Regions from separate parts of the Bos taurus genome. Here region 2 is linked to region 1. Evidence: chromatin contacts called from public Hi-C data. All regions are on one chromosome and are shown on one strand. Each heading gives the region's core, a stretch centred on a gene start, on an enhancer-like site or on the middle of the called end of the contact. The rest is flanking DNA. Distances are from core to core; before and after follow the strand shown.

The links. A called contact is a pair of places that touch in the nucleus more often than the background predicts.
Region 2: a contact with region 1 is called in a Hi-C map of liver, with 2.0 times the contacts expected there. The contact joins two enhancer-like sites. A contact is called at or near these places in 2 of 11 Hi-C or Micro-C datasets (liver and skeletal muscle).

Annotation. Positions count from the first base shown.
Region 1 is chr24:61,086,269-61,092,727 of ARS-UCD2.0, forward strand. The region is part of intron 1 of PHLPP1 (PH domain and leucine rich repeat protein phosphatase 1); the gene reads left to right. Among named protein-coding and RNA genes, the nearest start is that of PHLPP1, 34 kb to the left of the region's middle. Within about 2 kb of position 4,568, at least 70 of the 102 cell types and tissues checked have an H3K27ac peak or open chromatin away from gene starts, as enhancers often do. A contact at or near this core is called in liver, where this site is marked.
Region 2 is chr24:61,152,604-61,159,591 of ARS-UCD2.0, forward strand. The region is part of intron 1 of PHLPP1 (PH domain and leucine rich repeat protein phosphatase 1); the gene reads left to right. Among named protein-coding and RNA genes, the nearest start is that of PHLPP1, 100 kb to the left of the region's middle. Within about 2 kb of position 2,373, at least 1 of the 102 cell types and tissues checked has an H3K27ac peak or open chromatin away from gene starts, as enhancers often do. A contact at or near this core is called in liver, where this site is marked.

The DNA.
Region 1 (6,459 bases), core at 3,318-5,817:
CCGATTTTTTTTAGAAAATAAGCACTGTTTTGGATTTGGTTCTGAATATGTGATTCTTGATTAATAGATGCTGGATTGCTGCTTACATTTCCAGGTTTTAAAATTAGGTATGCACTTAGGGAGAGAGCTGGGATTATCTAGATTTTGTTTTGTTCTGCGAGGCTGGTGATGGTGGAAAATAAAGGAATGATGAGTATAGATGGACTCTTGCGAGTAAATAAATAGTGCTCCAGTTTTGAATTGCCCGGATGTTATCTTAATGGGTGATGGGTAGTTAATGGTTATGGGTAATGGGTAGTTCTGTAAAAAAGGGAAGTTTGGCTTAATGATTTTTTTTGTGGGGGGTGGGGGGTGGCCTAGAAATCTTGATAAATGAATTGGATCCGTGTTAGTCTCTTCCTGTTATATACTTAGTGTCTTTTTCAGGACTTTTAGGTATGTGGTATTATTTCTAGTTTCTGAGTGGATCCTTATTGTAGCTGACCATGCAATTAAACCAAAATCAAACCAACCCTCATCTCTGTAAAACCTTCAGTGGAGAGCGAGGGGTGAACAGTTGGATGAGAGCTAAAGGAAAGGGGAGTGTGTAGTTGTGTGTTGTGCTGTGCCTTGTACTGTGTTACACATTTTTAAAATATAAACACACAAAAAATAGTTACTTAAGGGATTTGTTAAGAAGAATTTCTGACACATGGAGGCCTTGACTGGATGCATAGGAAACCAGGTATTAGAGGCAAGACAAAGAATTTTGAATATTCAGCAGTTTTCATTGAGAGAAATACTGCAGAATTTTTGTTTTCATTTTTCAGTGAGGTGAGAACGCTAATGTGTTGCAATATGTTTAAGTATATAGTTAGATTACATTGTCTTTTCTATGGAAAGCGGATAAAAATATTTCTAGTTGAATTTGTAGTAAATCTTGCACTAGAGGTTGTCTTGTGTACTGATGACTAGATATTAAAATAATTTACAAAAGAGAAACAGGTCATATTTTCCTACAGTATTCTCAAGCTTTTTTGTTTCCATGCCTCAGGAAAGTGATTTCTCAGATAAAACCATGATATTTAAATTAGTTTCTTCCCTTTTTTGCATTCCCTTTCTGTATCATTTGTCGTATTTGCTAACGAACGTTATTATTTTTGAGAAACTAGTTCTCAGCTTTATGTCAATTGTTATTCATGATGTGATATTTATCTTTTAGGATATGTGCTTGTATAAATGACTGCTTTAAGTTTTAGCTGAATCGAGGCCAGGGGTGTGGTTAAACACCCTACAAAATACAGGACAGCCCCCCACAACAAAGACTTATCTGGCTCTGTTAATGATGCTGGAGTTTAAAAGCCTTGATCTAGAAAACATAGCCTAAGGAGCAAAAATGGAGGTCTTTGATTTAATCCCACAGAATATACCTGCCCACCAAGAACTTTAAAGGAAGAGGCAGGCTTTTATGGGAAGAACACTGTGGTTCCCAAGACTGAGAAACAAATAGACCATAATTGGAAAAATAATGCCGTGCGAGGCGTTTACTTAGCCTGAAGCAGCCGCCGAGTTGGAGCCTGCTGTGTTCCTCCTGCGCCTGTGCGCCTTCTGCTGGGTCCGGGCATCGTGAGGCCCTGGGGAGGGCACGCGGGCTTGGCGGGGCTGGGCCCGGCTGCACAGAGCCCCTGCAGCCCCTCAGACGGCGCTCTGGTCGGCGTGGGCACCGGGAGCTGTGCTGGGGGCCCAGCGAAGGGAGGGGTCCCTCAGCCTGGGGACCCAGGGCCGCCGTCTCCACGGAAACCGTGAAATTAAACAAGTGAAAAGTGTGAGATGAAGCTCGTTGAAGATGTCTAGGAGATGAAGCGTTTTGCCAGGTGAAGAAAGTTGGGGTACCAGCCTCATTGTGGGTGGAGGCAGGAAACCTGAACGGCGGCCTGAGACCCTGAGAGAGTGCGGGTTTGGGGAAAGGGGCTCAGTTTGTGTGGCTGCAATGAAGGCTGCGCTGGAGGGGTGGCGGGGGATGACCGCGCCCTGCCTGGAGTAGCCCCGTGTCAGCCGCCTGCCTGCCGGCTCGTGCTGAGCGTGGACGTCAGTTTGTAGGCATGGGGAAAGCTGATTATTCGTTTCAAAAGGTTGCTTTAGGTCAGAATAAGAGGGACAGAAACAAGGAGACCAGTTAGAAGTTAATTTGACAGAGAACAAGGCAATGAGAGTGGAAACGGGGGTAAAGGAGAGCAGCTTCGGAGATGGTTTGAAGAAGAGCCTGTAGGTTTGGTGAAGACAGGATGAGGACGTAAGGTAAAAAAAAATGAGACTGGGTTGTAGCTGCAGTGGAAATGAGGGATGGATTCTAGCTTCAAGGGACATGAAGAAGTAAACCACACAGGTCTGAGGAGGCGCGAGGGGGGCCTGGTGTTAGGTCCTCCGTTTTCAGGCGCTGCTGAGTGCTGAGGCCCCAGAAGGCTGGGGATCTTCTGTAGGGTCCTACGGGTAGGCTTGTGCCAGGGTGGGAATGCCACTCTGCTCTCTGCCTAGAGTGCGTTGCTGTGGGTTTGTGAGCTCTGCTCTGCGTGAGTCCTGGGGTGCTGCTGATGTAGACCAGGGTATAAACCCCGGGGTTGGGGTGCTCCCCAGAGCCCCCTCCTTGCGCTGGAAACAGAGGAGGCAGGGGTTCTTTCAGTAAGGTTTCAATGAAATGCACTTGTGTTTAATCCCTGTAATAACATGTTTAGGTGAATATAGTTATTTTGGAGAACCTGAGATGTTAGGAAGTCCATTCTTTCAAGCTTTTGTTCACTGTAATAGTGTGTTTGGAGCCCATCTTTACTGAAGAGGGGCAAGTGCATTGTCAGGGACTGGACTATGTATTTTGGGCTTCCCGGGACCTCAGTGATAAGGAATCCACCTGCCACTGCAGGAGGCTCAGGCTCCATCCCTGGGTTGGAAGATCCCTGAAGGAGGAGATGGCACCCCACTCCAGGATTCTTGCTTGGAGAATCCCATGGACAGAGGAGCCTGGCGGGCTCCCATCTATGGCATCGCAAAGAGTCGGACACGACTGAGCGACTAAACTACACCGACAGGACTACGTGTCTTACTGTTCTGCCTGGTTCAGATGGTGGTGGTGGAGGAGTAGAGAGGACCGTGGAGCGGAGCTGTTCTCAGATGAGGCAAGGCCTGTTCCATGCAGAGAGGACCGTGGAGTGGAGCTGTTCTCAGATGAGGCAAGGTCTGTTCCATGCAGAGAGGACCGTGGAGCGGAGCTGTTCTCAGATGAGGCAAGGCCTGTTCCACGCAGCAGCTTCCCCTGCAAGGTCATCTCCGCGAGGCTGGGAGGCTGCTCTCTGTGCGCTTCCATGGTCCTCCCCTGCTGGCTGAGTCGAATACTCTATTGGCTACTTCTTCAGAATATATCCAGGATTTGTCTTGTCTCCTCTGCTCCCTCCTCAGTTCAAGTCCTGTCGTCTCCCCTGGATTTATTACACAAGCCTCTTAATGTCCTATCTCCCTGCTTCCCAGCCAAATGAACCAGGTTCATTAAAGTCAGATCATGACACTGCTCTCAGAACTAATGGTTTCTGTCTCAGAGTAAAGGGCAAAGTCCTTACCAGTTCCTGGAACAGTGCTTGGCCTGCGTTGGGCACTCAACACTTGTTGAACAAATGAATGGCTCCCACTTTAAAGAAAGAGGAACGGTGTTTTAGATAATGCATTATGAGTTTGTACTTGGCTCTGCATCAAAAGATTGATAAATGAATACACATTTGTTTTATGTTAAAATATAGTTGTTGAAGGTATTTATGTTCACATTATTCTAAATGTTTTCATTTCAAACCAAAAAATGGCTCTTTTTTGATAATCAACTGGGTCTATATAAGTCATATACAAAGACTTATGAGATATATGGTGAATTTGATTAGAGGAAAATAACTCAGGACTTATTTTAATAATAATTAGTATGATAACTGTTGTATATTGAGCCTCCACAGTGCTCCGTAGGCGGTACAGACAATGTGTGAGTATTGCTGGCATCTGATTTGGTTCCCTGACAGGTCTGAGTCCTCTATTCACTGCCTCTAAGAATCTGATCACTGTTATGTCAGGAAATGTGTGCACATGCATTCAGGTGCATCTGAACAGTCCTGCCAAGTAGTGGGACTTTTGAAGTTTATTAGTTACTGGTTGCAGCATAAATATTGAAGCAGGACACGCCATACCCGTGTTCCTGACACTCTGGATGAACTTCACCTTATTCAGGATATGACATGCCTGGCATGACTTGTTTATGTACCTTCCAAGCAATTAGATGAAGAAGGGTAGTTTCCTCAAGATAAGGACTTTAGTAAAAGTTTGGCTTTTTTTTCCTCTGTGACTCTCCTTAGAGAAACGGTCTGTTTTATAGTTTCTTATCATGGGCCAAAGAAAAAGATTCCACAGAGATTTTTTGGATGCTCTGGGATTGAGGCTCTTGCTTTTCGTCGAAGTTGCCTCTTGGAGTTGAGTTTATTTCCTTGAGCAGGTCCTGCTTGCTGGGTCCTGACGAGGGCTGAGTGCCGGCAGCTCGTCCCAGCCCTGCAGCCTGCTGGCCCCGCCCCTCCTCCCGGCCCCGCCCCTGCGGCCTGCCCGGCCCCGCCCCTCCGGCCTGCCCGGCCCCGCCCCTCCGGCCTGCCCGCAGCTGTTCCCCAGCCGGCGCTCTGTCTCTCCTCCCCAGGCGGGCGGGGTGCCCGCTCTGCGGCCCACGGAGAGGCCCTGCTCAGCTGTCCGCTCCGCTCTGGGGCTCCTTCCATCCTGTGGGACAGGCACGCCCATCACCTGTCCTGTCACTCTGGCCCACTGTGCCTGGGGCCAGGCCGCGCGCGTGCACGCGTGCGTAAAGGTGGGGGTGGGGGAAGGCAGGGTGTGTGTGTGCACACAGCAGTGCACGCAGGCTCCGCTCTGTGAGTTTGGCCGCTCCTGGACCTGTGGAGGCTGTGGCCACCACACTTTGTGAAGCGCTTTTCCCGCCCGGAATCTATTATGAAATGTGTTTGCTTTCACAGAAAGCCTTCTGGTGAACAGTTTTGCTCAGAGAGGGGAGAGGGTTTGGGGGCTTGTGGTGGAAGAGACTAAAAGGCGTTTTAGAAACTTAGTCGCCTGGGCTGACTGGATCGGCAGTGGGGCCCTTCTGACAGAAACGCCAGCAGGCTGGGCTGCGCAGCTTTTGTGTCAGAGGGTAATTGCCTTGTCCTTTCTCCTCTGTATTTGCTGGAAGAGGAATTTGATGACACACTCCATGTACCAAATTCCGCATGTAAGTTAAGAGAGGAGCAGCTGAGTAGAGGTGGGCGTTTCTGTGTTGTGTGATAGAAAGCCTCAGATTGCTGTCCTCGGGATCCCTAATGTATCTCTAGGACTAAAACAGGCTTCTTGAAATTAACAGCTCGCAGGTTCTTGTTCTTGAGATAGCCAGGTAGCGCTTTGGAATAACTGAGGAGTCAAATGAGCTAATAACTATGTTTTGTAGGCTGTAAAGGTTTAGACATTGTATTCCTGTCTTTGCTGTCCTTTGGACAGACGATCGTTATAATCCGTTCACTCCATGCAGATGAGGAAAAGTTGAAAGGCCCTTTGCGTTTGTGACTGGCTGGCTCGTCCAGAATCTGATCCCATCCTTCTCTGTGAGCCCCCTGGCCCTTTCTTTTCTTTTCAGGTTCTTACCCAGACTGGTCTTCTCCATAAGTTACTCCTTTCCCTGGAGTAAAGAGGGAAAAGTTTAGATAGGAAGCTGCTTTAGTATTGTACTGGTAAGGTCATTTGTAGCTGCTTTGGTTCTGTTGAGCTGGGCATTCACTGTCAGGGGTTTCTTAGAAGGTGCTGCTCTCCCTTCAGGTAACGGTTCTTGCTTACTTTCCCTTAGCCAGCCCTTCTTGCCATTTCTTCACATCTGGGTAAACAGAAACATGATTTGTGAGACAGTTTTATTTTTCCCTTTTTATGTGTGCTAACTGGGAACCCAGGTTAATGTTTCTTTCATTTGTTTTTCTTTTTATTTTAAAATGTTTTAGCCTAGTTTGTATGTTTGTGCTTAGTCACTCAGTCATGTCTGACTCTTTGCAACCCCATGGATTGTAGCCCACCAGGCTCCTCTGTCCATGGGATTCTCCAGACAAAAACATGAGTGGGTTGCCATTCCCTTCTCCAGGGGATCTTCCCAACCCAGGGATCGAACCCGGGTCTCCTGCACTGCAGGCGGATTCTTTACCACTGAGCCATCAGGGGGTTAGACTAGCTTATGTTACACTAAAAATTCCCAAATGATTTTAGTGGCTTAAAATAGCAAAGGTTTCATTCCTGTTTGTGTTATTGACTGTGCATTGCCAGTGGGTGGGGGTGAGAGGGGGCCTGCACTCAGGAATCCAGGCTGATGGAGCAGATGCTCTCCAGAACGTTGCGAGTTGCCTGATAGAGGGGAAGGAGTTCCAGAGAGCGTCATCTCACACG
Region 2 (6,988 bases), core at 1,123-3,622, 64 kb after region 1:
AGCTCAGTTGCTAAGTCATGTCCGATCTTTGCGACCCTGTGAACTATAGCCTACCAGGCTCCTCTGCTCATGGGATTTTCCAGGCAGAAATACTGGAGTGGGTTGCTATTTCTTTCTCCAGGGAATCTTCCCAATGCTGGGACCGAACTTGCAGCTCCTATGTTAGCAGGCAGGTTCTTTACCGCTGAGCCACTGGGGAAGCTCCACTAAGTTCCACAACATTCTGTAAATATTTTTGTAGATTATTTTAGGGAAATGGAGGCTATTAATGCTTCGCTATGTTCAGGTAAACAGAACTAAGTGAAGCCAGCACAGTAAGGTTGTCTTAGTTATTGCCTCAGAACTCAGTGGCTTAAAACTGCACACATTTATGGTCTCGCAATTTCCGAGTCAGGAATTCTGGAGTGGCTGAGCTGTCTCACTCTGGCCACATTATTGTGAAGACTGCAGCCAAGGTGTCCTGGGGGCAGAGTTCTCTGGCTTGACCAGGACTGGAGGGTCTTTCCCGTGTGGCTTGCTCACGTGGCTGCAGAGGAGGCCTCAGCTCCGTATTGGCTGTTGGCAGGAGGGTTTAGTTCCTCACCTGGTTGGCTTTTTCATGAGGTTCCTTGTGTGTCCTCATGACATGGCAGCTGGCTTCTCCAGAGAGAGTAATGCTAGCAGAGGTAGGGTGGAAGCTGTGCTTTTTATGACCTGGTTTCAGAAATCACCAGTGGCTCAGACGACAAAGAATCTGCCTGCAATTCAGGAGACTCAGGTCCAATCCCTGGGTCGGGAAGATGCCCTGGAGGAGAAAATGGCAACCCACTCCAGTATTCTTGCCTGGAAAATTCCATGGACTACAGTCCATAGGGTTGCAAAAGAGCTGGGCATGACTGAGCAACTAAGACTTTGACTTTTTCACTTTTCAGAAGTTGCAGCAGCCACTGAGTTGGCTACATTCTGTTTGTTAGAAGCGAGTCACTGAGTACGGCCCACAGCAGAGGGAATGGGGTTGGGCTCCACCTTTGAAGGTGGGGGGGGGGAGAATTTTTAAAAATTGGTGGACATATTTTTAAACTACCACAATGATAGGCATTGGAATATATTAATATTTGGCAAAGACATGTAATTGGTAACAGCCAAATTTGCAGTAATTTCTATGGTGTTCAGCGGTCTCCTAGTTAAAGCAGGTGTTTCCACTGCTATATCTGTTCCTGAAGCTTCTCATATTTTCCAGAGTTGAAGATTAAATGGGTTTATGGGAAAATAGAACTCGAGAGAGGTAGGACTTTAAGTCCAAGCATCTTTATAACCAAAACACTAACAGAAATAGTAATGGATACCTCAGGAGATAACTGGACAGTGTAGCCTGGTCTCTTACTGTGGGAGTTGAGTTACCTTAGGGAATATTAAAAATGCACAGTAATGTAAGAGTAGAAATGTTGGCTTGTGGGCATTGAGACTGAGTTTGCTATGGGCTTTTCCCTCTGTTTTTGAAAGTTATAATTCCACTCCCAGTATTCTGGCTCCCCTTGCGTACAATAAATCCTTGTGGACGAATGCTATACATACCATGCTGACTTCATTCCCCTCTGTGTGAGCTGTTGTTTAGTTTCTAAGTCATGTCTCATTGATTGTGACCCCATGGACTGTAGCCTGCCAGTCCAAGCTTCTCTGTCCATGGGATTTCCAGGCAAGAATACCGGAGTGGGTTGCCAGGGGATCTTCCCGACCCAGGGATCGAACCCACATCTCTAGTGTCTCCTGCATGGGCAGGTGGATTTTTCACCATAGTGTCTCCTAGGAAGCCCATATATGAGTTAATTAGTATTAATGAAACATATCGTGGCGGAACAGACTGTTGGGCTTCCTAGCTGGCACTAGTAGTAAAGAGCCCGCCTGCCAATGCAGGAGACATAAGAGACGTGGGTTCGATCCCTGGGTCAGGAAGATCCCCTGGAGGAGGAGATGGCAACCCACTCCAGTGTTCTTGCCTGGAGAATCCCACGGGCAGAGGAGCCTGCTGGGCTACAGTCCATGAGGTAGCAAAGAGTCAGACACGACTGAAAGCAGTGTTGCGCTAGCTAGACTGTGGTCCGTTTTCTTTAAGTACTTGTCTTCTAATCATGTTTGTTTATTTATTTAACAGAATTCCCTACTGGACTCACCTGGCGGTCCAGAGGTTGGGAATCTGTTTGCTAATGCAGGGGACACGAGTTGGAGCCCTGGTCTGGGGGGATCCCACATGCTGGGCAGCGGCTGTGCCCCGAGCCAGAGCTCCTGGGCCCACGCTCTGCGGCACGAGGAGCCCCCACGCTGCAGCCGCAGAGCAGCCCCTGCACAGCAGCGAGTCCCCACGTTTGTGGCAGTGCAGAGATTGTTCTGTTTACATTTGTTTTCAAAGGTAGTATGACGACACCCCGCCTACCCAGAAGTGACCCGTTTGGAAGCCCGCACTACTTAGATTAATACTTTTAAATACAGAAGTCAAGCAGGACAGACCTCTGAGTGGAGGAAAAGACTTACCACAAAGTTTAGTCCTTTACTTGGAAGAAGGGTAGAAAGCTAGCTTTTAGCCTTTTGTTTTAGGATCGATTGTAAAGTAAGGTAATACATTAGAAATTCTTTATATACTCATTACTGTCAGTCGTTGGAAAAGAAGAGCCAAAGAACTATGGTAATGCTGAAGCTTGGAGGTGTTTTTAGACAAGAGCAGATAGCTCTTCTAGTCCATTGGATTCACTGAATTTCTGAATGTAGTAATATAGTGAGAATCCACACTTTAAAGAAAATATGTTAAACATACTTGTATAATCTATGAAAGTGAATGGTAGGTGTTTGAGAGAGTTAAATTTAACTCTGTGGCACTTCGTTCCAGCCAACATGGAGTGACAGACTGCATTTACTCTTTAACCTAAAAGAAATAAACAAGTAAAAACCAGGTGAAATACATGAATCAGCTGTCAGACACTGAGCATCAGGCAGCACAGGACACAAAACACATCACACGCACGTTGAGAGAAGCAAAACAGGTGGAAACAGGCCTACAAAGGTGCCCTCTCACTGATGGTGGGAGAGCGTTCAGGCTTCAGTTGCAAGGAGGAGGAACCCAGGCAGAACCTGGTACTGACCCTGCATTCAGGAGACAGCTGGGAGTCCACTGAGGCTACATAGTTTGAGTATAAAGAGTAAGGTGCTGGAGGGAAGAGAGCCACTCAGAGTCCTGGAGACGTGCGGGGAGTCGTCACTGAGCCTTCAGCTTCGTGCTGACCCGTCGTGTGTGAGGAAGATACCGTGAGGCTGGGGCTAAAAACCACTGAGGAAGAGCAGGGGGACTAAACCCGGACGCTTGCCCAGGGCCAGGCCCAGAGAGAGCCTCACAAGTCAGAAGGCATCCGTTAACAGTACTGCTTACTAATACTGTCATTATAAATCTAGACTTAAGGCGGCTCAGGTCTAATATGACAAATCCCAGAAAACAAGCCTTGTAAGAACCAAAGTGTTTTCAGCTAACTTAATTGTGTCCCAGAACAAAACTCCATCATATTCATAAAGATACAAGAATATCCAGTTTTCAACGAGATAAAATTCATAATGACTAGCTTACAAACAAGTGACAAGGTGTGCAAAGAAGCAGGAAAATATGACCCATAAGAGAAAACCGTAAAGCTGACACAAACGATACAGATGATAGAATTAGTTGACAGGTACATTTAAGTAGCCATTCTAATTACATTTCATATATTTATGAAGATAAAGCAGAATTAGGAGTGACATCGAAGATACATACATATCTTTTGTATGTTTGTATACATATCTTTTGTGTGTTCGTATGTGTATATAAGGATGTGTACCCACATACACCCAGATCTAACTTAGAGGTGAAAAGTACACTGGATAGAATTAACAGGAATTAAACACTGCAAAAGAAAAGGTTAGTGAGCCTGAACCACAGCTTGCCGGAATTTGTGGAACGCCGTTAAAGCAGTACTTAGACGGAAGTTTATAGCATTTAAATGTGTATGTTAAGAAAAGGAAAAGTGACCTCAGCTTTCATGTTAAGAAAATAGAAAATAAGTAAAAATTAATCCTAAAATTAGTAAGAGAAATAAGAATCATAAGAACAGAAATAAATGAAACCGTCAACAGAAAAACAATAGAGAATGAAACCCAAACCGGTTTTTTTGTGATGTTTGATAAAATTGGTAATGTAATTAGACTGATACAAGTATATGTCTCCTAAACTAATGAAGTAAAAACAAAAATAAACAAATGGGGCCTAATTAATCACAAAAGCTTTTGCACAGTGAAGGAAACCAGAAACAAAGCAAAATGGCACCCTGCAGAATGGGAGAAAATATTTGCAAACAATGTGGGCTGAAAGGGATTAATTTCCAAAATTTACACACAGCTTATACAACTCAGTATGGGCAGAAGACCTAAAGAGACATTTCTCCAAAGAAGACATACAGATGGCCAACAGGTACATGAGAGAATGCCGAGCATCAATAGTTGTTAGAAAAGTGCAAATCAAAACTGCAGTGAAGTATCACCTCACTGCACCGGTGACCGGAGGGTCAGAATGGCCATCATAGGAAATTCCACAAGTAGTAAATGCTGAAAGGTTGTGGGAAAAAAGGAACGCTCCTGCACTGTTGATGGGAATGTAAATTGGTGGAACCACTAAGGAGAATAGTATGGCAGTTCTTTAAAAAACTAAAAATAGCATTACCATAGAATCCTGCAATCCCACTCTTGGGCATATATCCAGAGAAAACCCTAATTTGAAAAGATACATGCACCCCAGTGTTAATTGCAGAACTGTTTACAATAACCAAGACATGTAAGCAGCCCAAGTGTCCATCAACAGATGAATAAAGAGGATGTGGTGTGTATATGTACATATACCAATGGAACATTACTCAGCCATAAAGAGAATGAGATAATGCCATTTGCAGTCATCTGGATGGACCTAAAGATTATCAGACTAAGAGAAGTAAGCCAGGCAGAGAAGGACAGTATCATAGGATAATGCTTATATGTGATATCTTAAATACAAATGAACTTATTTACAGAAGAGGAAAAAAAAGTCATGTTACCAATATCAGAAATGAGAGAGGTGATAATTACAAATTTTTATTAATATTAAAAGTATAATAAGGAACTATTGTGGACAACTTTATGTCAACTATATGAAAAATGAAATGAGCAAGCCTTTAAAAGGTCAGACTCCAAAGTTAACTTAAGAATAACTAGATAATGGAATAACATAGTCCAAACTCTAGTATAAAGTTGAAATTGAAGTTAAATACCCGCTCCCTGCAAAAAAAAGCAAAAAACAAAGACCAGAAAAAATAAGACCCCAGATCCAGAAGTCTGCACTGAGAAATTCAGTCACTATCGTGGTGATCAGTGCACTTAGTTTTTAGCTCATTTATAGGTGTGTATATGTCACATCTTATCAAATTGCCATGTGCCAAGTGATCAGAGAGGAAAAGAATGTTTTAAATCATTGTGCTGTGGTCAGGTTTCTCTCTCAGCTTGAGACACTTGTTCTCGCTGTCCATCTTTCCTCTCAGATCATGCAACAGAGGCCTTAAATCTGAAGGATATTTCTAAAGGAGGAGTTGTAACAATGGATCCAACTGTAAATTGATGGACATTGGTTCCTTGTGTGATGTGAATATTTATTAGAGCATAGACAATTTGAATGCCTGTGATTTGAGAAGTTTCAGAATTGACAGAGCTAAAATAATTTGCGTCATAGAATAAGGAAGTCTGATGCAAAGGGCTGTGCCCCTGGCTGACTGCCAGGCTGTCAGTTACTTGCTCCTCTCCGGGTTCCCCAGAGCCCAGGTGACACGCAGCCTCGTTCTGAGGGTGCGCCTGAGCTGGGGGCCCCTGGCAGGGGAAGCAGTCAGCAAGGACATTTAAATCCAGAGCAGACGAGAGCGATTTGATTCAGACTGGGGTGTTAGGGCGTTCCTGGGACAGACCAACCTTGAGAGCGTCTAGGACTGTTCAGGCCCTGTGGAATTTTTCTAAGGGGGGAGTAAAAAGCCAGTCTCTGTTGATATCCCGTATTTTTCTCTTGTGGTACCGCTTCCAGCCTTAGCCGTGTCTATCGGGGACTTCCTAGTACTCTCTATTTGCTCTGGGGCTTTTTTAGGATTCTTGAGGAGTTGGAGAATTAAAGGGCTGCTCCTTATGTACTGCTGTCATCTTTTTCTTCAGTGTAATTACTCACAGGTCTGTATACACGTGACAGGTGAAGGAGTGTCCTTGAATCCACACTCAGATGTGGCTCAACAAAATGCCTGCTTCTTGTATTCGTGTGTGTGTGGTGTGTAAGTGTTTACAACAGATCCCTTGTTAGAGAATGTTAGTGTATTGCAGTCATGGAAATTGGATTTGGGAAATCCAGTTGCCCAGTGTCTATTATTTTTAGCCTTGCACAGGCCTTTCCCTCTCTTCTGAATCTCTTCTTCCGTCCCCTTTCCTTCGAGGAGGAGACTGTACTGTGGAAAGCGGAACTGACGCTGGGAGCCTGGGCGTCTTTCTGTCTGAGGCTCAATGGACTTAGCAGATCAGGGCAAGTGGGTGGCTGTGGGCAGATCCACCACTGGCAGGCTCTGTCAAGTCACGTCTAGTTTGAAGTCTCCTGGGCTTCCTATCCCATTGTGGGAATGTCAGCATTGGGTAGACAGACAACTCAGTGGAGCTCTCCACAGAGGATGCTAGCTGTGTAGTTGTTTACTAGGCCAGAGTTCAAAAAGCTGAAACCCTTTTAGATTTCATTCTCGCCCAATGCCAGGAAATTCATGCAGTGTACAGTATGTATTTTATAAAGCACTCTGATATACTTGGAGAAAGAGGAAGTGAAATTCAAACCCACTGGTTATTTGCAAACATTTTTGCCCAAAGGTATGTATTCAGTTCAGTCGCTCAGTTGTGTCTGTTCTTTGCGACCCCATGGACTGCAGCACACCAGGCATCCCTGTCCATC